2 separate regions of the Oryctolagus cuniculus genome follow, and region 1 is linked to region 2. Evidence: chromatin contacts called from public Hi-C data. All regions are on one chromosome and are shown on one strand. Each heading gives the region's core, a stretch centred on a gene start, on an enhancer-like site or on the middle of the called end of the contact. The rest is flanking DNA. Distances are from core to core; before and after follow the strand shown.

Region 1 (2,869 bases), core at 304-2,803, 110 kb before region 2:
GGGGGTGAATTTTTTCCCTCTTTTTTTTTCCCCTATAAAATCCGAAATTTCTACCCAACATCAGGGTCAAAGGGTGACTCAACCGAAGCTCACGATCACATTGTTCTCCTTCTACCCGGTTAAATCAAATGACCCCTCTGGCACTAAAGTTTGAAATCTGCAAGTCTAGACATTACATCAAAGTTCAGGTGTCCAACTTGGGGGAGCTGGACTCCAGCCCTGAGAACCACTACTCCAGGGTAGACGGAGCGGCCCCGCAGTCCGGTCTCCAGGTCGCTTCCCCCCTCTGCCTTTCTTTCCCGGTAAACCCCAGCAGAACCCCGAGATGCCGTGGCGAGCTCTCGTACCGCACTGAAGTCCAGCAGGTCGCTCAGCTCCTTGTCGGTCCCTATAGCGGCCATGCGCTGTTGCTGGGGATTCATCTTCGGCCACTTCTAGCAGGTCCTAAGGCAGAGGAAACAGGCTCAGCGAGGGACCACCGAGGCCCAGAGGCTGTGAGGGGGTGGCGGGAGGCGGAGTGGGGGAGGAGCAGCACCGGGGGCGTCGGGCTGACTTCCAATAACCCCACTCGTTCCCACCGCCGCGCGAGCGGGGGGCGGGAGGGCTCGGCGCCCGCGCCGGGTCTCCGAATCCACGCGTTCCTCCGCGCGGCCCGAGAGCTACGCGGCGGCTCCCGCAACTCGCCGCTCTCCCGCAAGTTTCCAAGCCCGTCCCTGCCCCCGCCCCGGCGCCCCCGGCCCCGCGCCGCCGCCGGGTGCTCGGCGCACCGGGCCTGGGCCGGGCGGGGGGGTCTCCCGGGGCGGGGTGAGGGGCAAATCGGCGTCCGGCGAGGGGAGATGCGAAGTGACTCACTCGCTCGGCAACAATAGAACTGACAAGTTGCAGGGGAACGCGCCGCTCGCAGGCCCGCGTCTACGGCCGCCGCCGCCCGGACGTCCCCCGGCGGCCCGAGGGGTCGGAAAGCACCCCCGGAGCGTCGGGGAGCGTTTGAAAAAAGAAAACAGAAACGTCCACAACTAGTGTAGCTCTCGCCTGGCGTCCTCCTCCCCCGGCTCGGCCTCCTCCCACTTTTGCTGCCCTGCCTCGGACCTGCCGAACAATGAGCCTGGCTCCGCGGCTGAAGCCGCCCGCTCCGCCGCGCACCCCGGAGCAGGAGCCCCGGCCCGAGCCGTGCGCCCAGCGGGGCGCGCAGGCCGAGCGCGCAGCCCGCGGGCCTGGCGGCCCGCGACTCGCGCCTCCGCCCCATTCCGCTCCCCAACTTGGAGAGGACCCTGGGTTCGGCGCTGTACAAAGGGGCGCGGAGTTCAGGCGCGGGCCCGGGGCGCCCCCAGCTCCGCCAGGGACGCGGCGACGGCGCCCCGCACCCCCGGCCCCGTCACACCGTCCCCCTCCCGCTCTCCAGCCCGCAATTACCTGCCGCCCCGTCTCCGCATCCAACCACCCCGATTAAAGTTCACTTTGGCCGGGAGAGCGGGTTCGGGCTTCCTCTTGCACTGCCCGGCAGCTCAGTTCACTTTGCCCCGCGCGAGCTCTCGGGTCCGGACGGGGGAGGCGGCTCTCGGGCCTGGCCGCCCCTTCCTCCCGGGGCGGGCTGGCGGTCCCCCCGAATAGAACTTGTGGGTCTCCTCAGGCGGACATTTTTTTCGCTGAGGCGGCCTCAGCACCGCGCTCGGCTCGCCTCCGGATCCCTCCGCGCCGGGAAGAGCCCCGAGTTAACCCCTTCGTCCCCGGCCCGCTCCCGCCGCCTGCGCCGAGGAAGTGGGGCTGGCAGAGGGGGCGGGGAGGAGCCGGCGGGAACGGGGAGGGGCCGCGGCGCGGCCGGTGGACAAAGCCCGCGGTCTGGGGAGGCGGGCCGGAGTGCGGGCGGGCGGGCGGGCGGAGAGGGGTGGGAGGCGCGCGCAGGCACCGCGGGGAAGCAGGGCCGCCTTGCCCGCCTAGGACGCTTCGCCTGGGCCCCCCTCCCCCGGGAGCGCCAAGGCGGGCACCGCGGCGCCTCCTCGGGCTCGTCTCGCCGGGACTTGGGCCCCGAAGCGAAGCGACGGAGTCGGAGGCCGCAGGGCACCGAAGACGGCCGTTCCCGGACGCCGCCGTCAGCTGGGCCCGGAGGCTTCGACCCCGGAGCGCCACCTCAGCTGCTCTTGGAGTAGGTGATGGTGGTCAGACTCGCTGCCGAGCCGAACGCAGGAGCAAAGGCAGCTCCCCTCCTCGAACCACAACAAAGCGTGTGGTTTCGGGTTTTCAGACCCTCTGTTCACCACCGAGCCCCTGCGTCCGCAGCCCCCTTCTCCCACCGCGGGACGAGTCCCTGGAAGTGGATCAGGCCGGTCCCTTCGTTTCACAGAGACGGCGCAGGAAGCTTCCTGTCGCGCAGCCAGCCTCGGTGCGCGAGTTCTGAACTTGGCCTGGAGAAGCCCCAGAGTAGCAAAGAAGACAGCTGAGCCTCTTGAATGGCAGTTAGGGTTCTCATTCTTTTGGGTCGGTGAGTGCAGAAAAAAAAAAAAAAGAAAGAAAAAAAACCGCTAAGATCCAGGCAGAAAACACTGAAGAAAGAAGACGTTCAAACTAACGCGGTGAAGAGGCAGCCAACGCCTGGAGGCAACAACGTGGCGAGGAGCCTTTGGATCCTGGACTTGGATGGACACAGGGAGGTAGATTCGCCTACAAATACGCCCCTACGGTGCTTGTTAGCACTGGAGCTGTCCAGCGGGAGAAGGCGGCTGTAGTTTGGGGGTGGGAGGGTGCCTGGGGTTCTAATGGCTACCTACGCCTGGCTTTATGTCAGATACTGCGGTAGCCTGGCCTCCCCCCCTTATCTCGGTAAACACCCCTTATCCTAGTCCATCCCTTCCCTGGACATATAGTGGAGCAT
Region 2 (2,898 bases), core at 397-2,896:
TCTGTCTGTCTCCATCTCTGTCTCTTCCTTTCAAATAAATAAATAAATAAACTTAAAAAAACTCTCACATTGGGGGATTGAATTTGTCTACTTTTATTTTTATACAGAGGTACCTCTTCAAATGTTCTCCTCCCAAGACATCCCTTAGATCCCAAAATCTGTAACTCAGGAAGCTCAGGGAGTTTCCTTATGCAATGTCTGAATGTGAACAACCGAAGGTGGCCGGGGCCTGGGCTGGGTTCAGGGCCAGACTGTATTTGCCCAAAGTCAGGGATCATTGCCATAGACAAGGACTCCTGAAGAAAACCTTGAACAAAAACCACTTTGATCATTAGATGAATCAGGGGGTCAACTCAGACTAAATCCACTGTGGCTTTATTTTCTCTCTTTATTCTAAAACCCTTTAAAAATCATTTATTTATTTGACACACACACACAGAGAAAGATACACAAAGAAAGAGCACTGGTTTACTCCCCCAAGTACCTGCAATAGCCAGTGCTGGGCCAAGCTGAAGCTGGGAGCCAAGAATTTAATCCAGGTCTCGGATATGGGTGTCAGGGTCCCGAGTACTTGAACTATCATCTGCTAACTCCCAGGGTGTGCATTAGCAGGAAGCTGGATTCAAGAATGTAGCCAGGGCTCAAACCCAGGTACTTCGATATGAGATGTGGGCAACAATTGCCCCGGACTATCTTTCTTTTGTTTTGTTTTTAAAAATTTATTTATTAGAAAGTCCAAGTTACACACAGAGAGAAGGAGAGGGAGAGAGAAGGAGAGGCAGAGAGAGGGAGAGGGAGAGGGAGAGGGAGAGGGAGAGGGAGAGGGAGAGGGAGAGGGAGAGGGAGACTTCCATTTGCTGGTTAACTGCCCAATTGACCAAAATGCCTGGAGCTGCGCCTATCCGAAGTCAGGAGCTTCTTCCAGGTCTCACACATGGGTGCAGGTGCCCAAGCACTTGGGCCATCTTCCACTGCTTTCCCAGGCCATAGCAGAGAGCTGGATCAGAAGAGCAACAGCCGAGACTTGAACTGGGGCCCATACAGGATGCCGGCACTGCTGGCAGGGGCTTTAACCTGATGCAATATAGCGCCGGCCCCTATCTTTCTTTCTTTTGTACTCAGTTATTCATTTAAAAATAATTTTATTGTATTTTACCAGCATTTCTGTGTGTAAGTACCAATCTGCTACATTCTAAAAAGCGGTGGGCGTTAATTTACTTATCTTACAGAATGTTTACAAGTTCCAAGTCTCACCTTCCACCTCAGATCTTTCTGTTTTTGTCTGGTCTCCTAAGTTTTTGTTTAGTTGCCTTACAAACAGGTTCTTTTTCTCCGCGTTGCTCCTCTGAATTGATGATTCATTCTGAAGTGCTGAGTGCCTGTTGTTCTAGCCTTTCCTCAAACTCCCTTGTCTCCCTGATGGAGGCAGTTAAGCCCTCCCCTGTGTGCAGGCTCCTGGACAACCTGCTTCACTCGTGTCCGGAGTCCAGGTAAGAAGCTGGACGAGATTCCCCTGGCTGAAACTCCTGGATGTGTTGCCTTTCCCTGTCCCCCAACAGTTTCTAAAATGAAAGCCATGACAGGTCTCAGCCTTTCTGGCAGGACATCCCTCTGGCTCTGATGGAGACATACGCAACTGGAAGCGGCGGACATGCCCAGACCTTCCAGCTGTAGGCTTTCCAATACATCATGTTGGGGCCCTTATTCCCTGTTGCTGCTTTTTGGCGAGGCAGCTCCCTCTAGCCACAGGCATTCCTTGGGCAGCTGTCTGAGTTAACATCTGAGCTTGGCCAGCACTAGTGCAGCTGTGGGCTCTGGCATTGCTGCTCCTGAGTAAATTCCCCACTAAGCCCGCAGAGCTGACTTGATTTCTCTTTTGGGTGTGATTATCTTACAACAAGGCCAGTTATATAGGTGTGAGATGTATGCAGTCACATTGGGACCTGCACTCAGAAGATCCTGTACTTGATTCATGCTATGCTATTGCTGTCTTGAAATTTTAAATACTTTTTGAATAAAATTTTGCACTGTTCTCCATAAATTCTGTAGCTTCTCCTTAGGAGAAATAGAGAACATCACTGGCATTTGGGGAAGTGGGTGAGGCTTATTGACTAATCTGGCTTCTTGGGAGTCCAGAACAACCACAACATCGAGTAATTGTTTAAAAATATATTTTCAGATGCAGTACCACATCCTGAAGAACGTATTCTTATGGAAAGCTTCCCAACCCTCTAAATAAACTTTTTTGGTGCTTCAAGAAAAAGAGAGAAGGGTAGACATCCTCTAGAATAGTTGCTCAATGTAAATTTTTGTGATGACATTAATGTTCTACACCTTTGTTGTGCAACATGGCAGCCACTACTGACAGCTACTGAAAACTTGTTTTGTGGCTAATATTAATTTTTAATTTATTTTAATTATTTTAAGGTTATGGTTAAATAACTACATGGGGCTAGTAGCTACCATGTCTGACAGCATAGCTCTAGAACAACAAAGTAATTTCTGATCTTTGTGCTTTGATTACATTTTTTCACTTGTTCCACAGCAAAGCAGCTATGTTTTATAGAGAAAGGATTTTCTAAATTCAGATTTAAGGCACATCAACCTAATAGGGGTAGAGGGAGGACTCGAATCATAGTATTTTTTCTTAAGTGTAGAGAAAATATCCTTTCCATTCATGAAAGCTAGGTCATGAGGCTTGTGGTGCTAGCCTACAAGGGAGAGATTACATGGATGAATGACTCGTCTAAAGACTGCTCTTTCCAGTTCCAGGGATTACCAAAGAAATAAGGAAGGTAAACAGGAGGCATGAAGGTCAGAGGCCAGAGTCCTGGCAAGGAGTGGTGGTGAGGAGGTGGAGGTGGGAGGAAGGTTGATGGATGAACTTGAGCCATCACT

The links. Hi-C and Micro-C count contacts between places; a contact is called where the count stands out from the background.
Region 1: a contact with region 2 is called in a Hi-C map of psoas muscle, with 5 times the contacts expected there. The contact joins the promoter of TCF12 here to the enhancer-like site in region 2. A contact is called at or near these places in 3 of 6 Hi-C or Micro-C datasets (embryonic fibroblasts, psoas muscle and skin fibroblasts).

The regions. Positions count from the first base shown.
Region 1 is chr12:79,685,123-79,687,991 of mOryCun1.1, reverse strand. It overlaps TCF12 (transcription factor 12), which reads right to left and starts at 1,553. Exons shown (of 21, transcript XM_070054251.1): 1 at 1,414-1,553; 2 at 348-444.
Region 2 is chr12:79,574,874-79,577,771 of mOryCun1.1, reverse strand. No RefSeq gene overlaps it. Among named protein-coding and RNA genes, the nearest start is that of ZNF280D, 100 kb to the right of the region's middle. Within about 2 kb of position 1,646, at least 2 of the 8 cell types and tissues checked have an H3K27ac peak or open chromatin away from gene starts, as enhancers often do.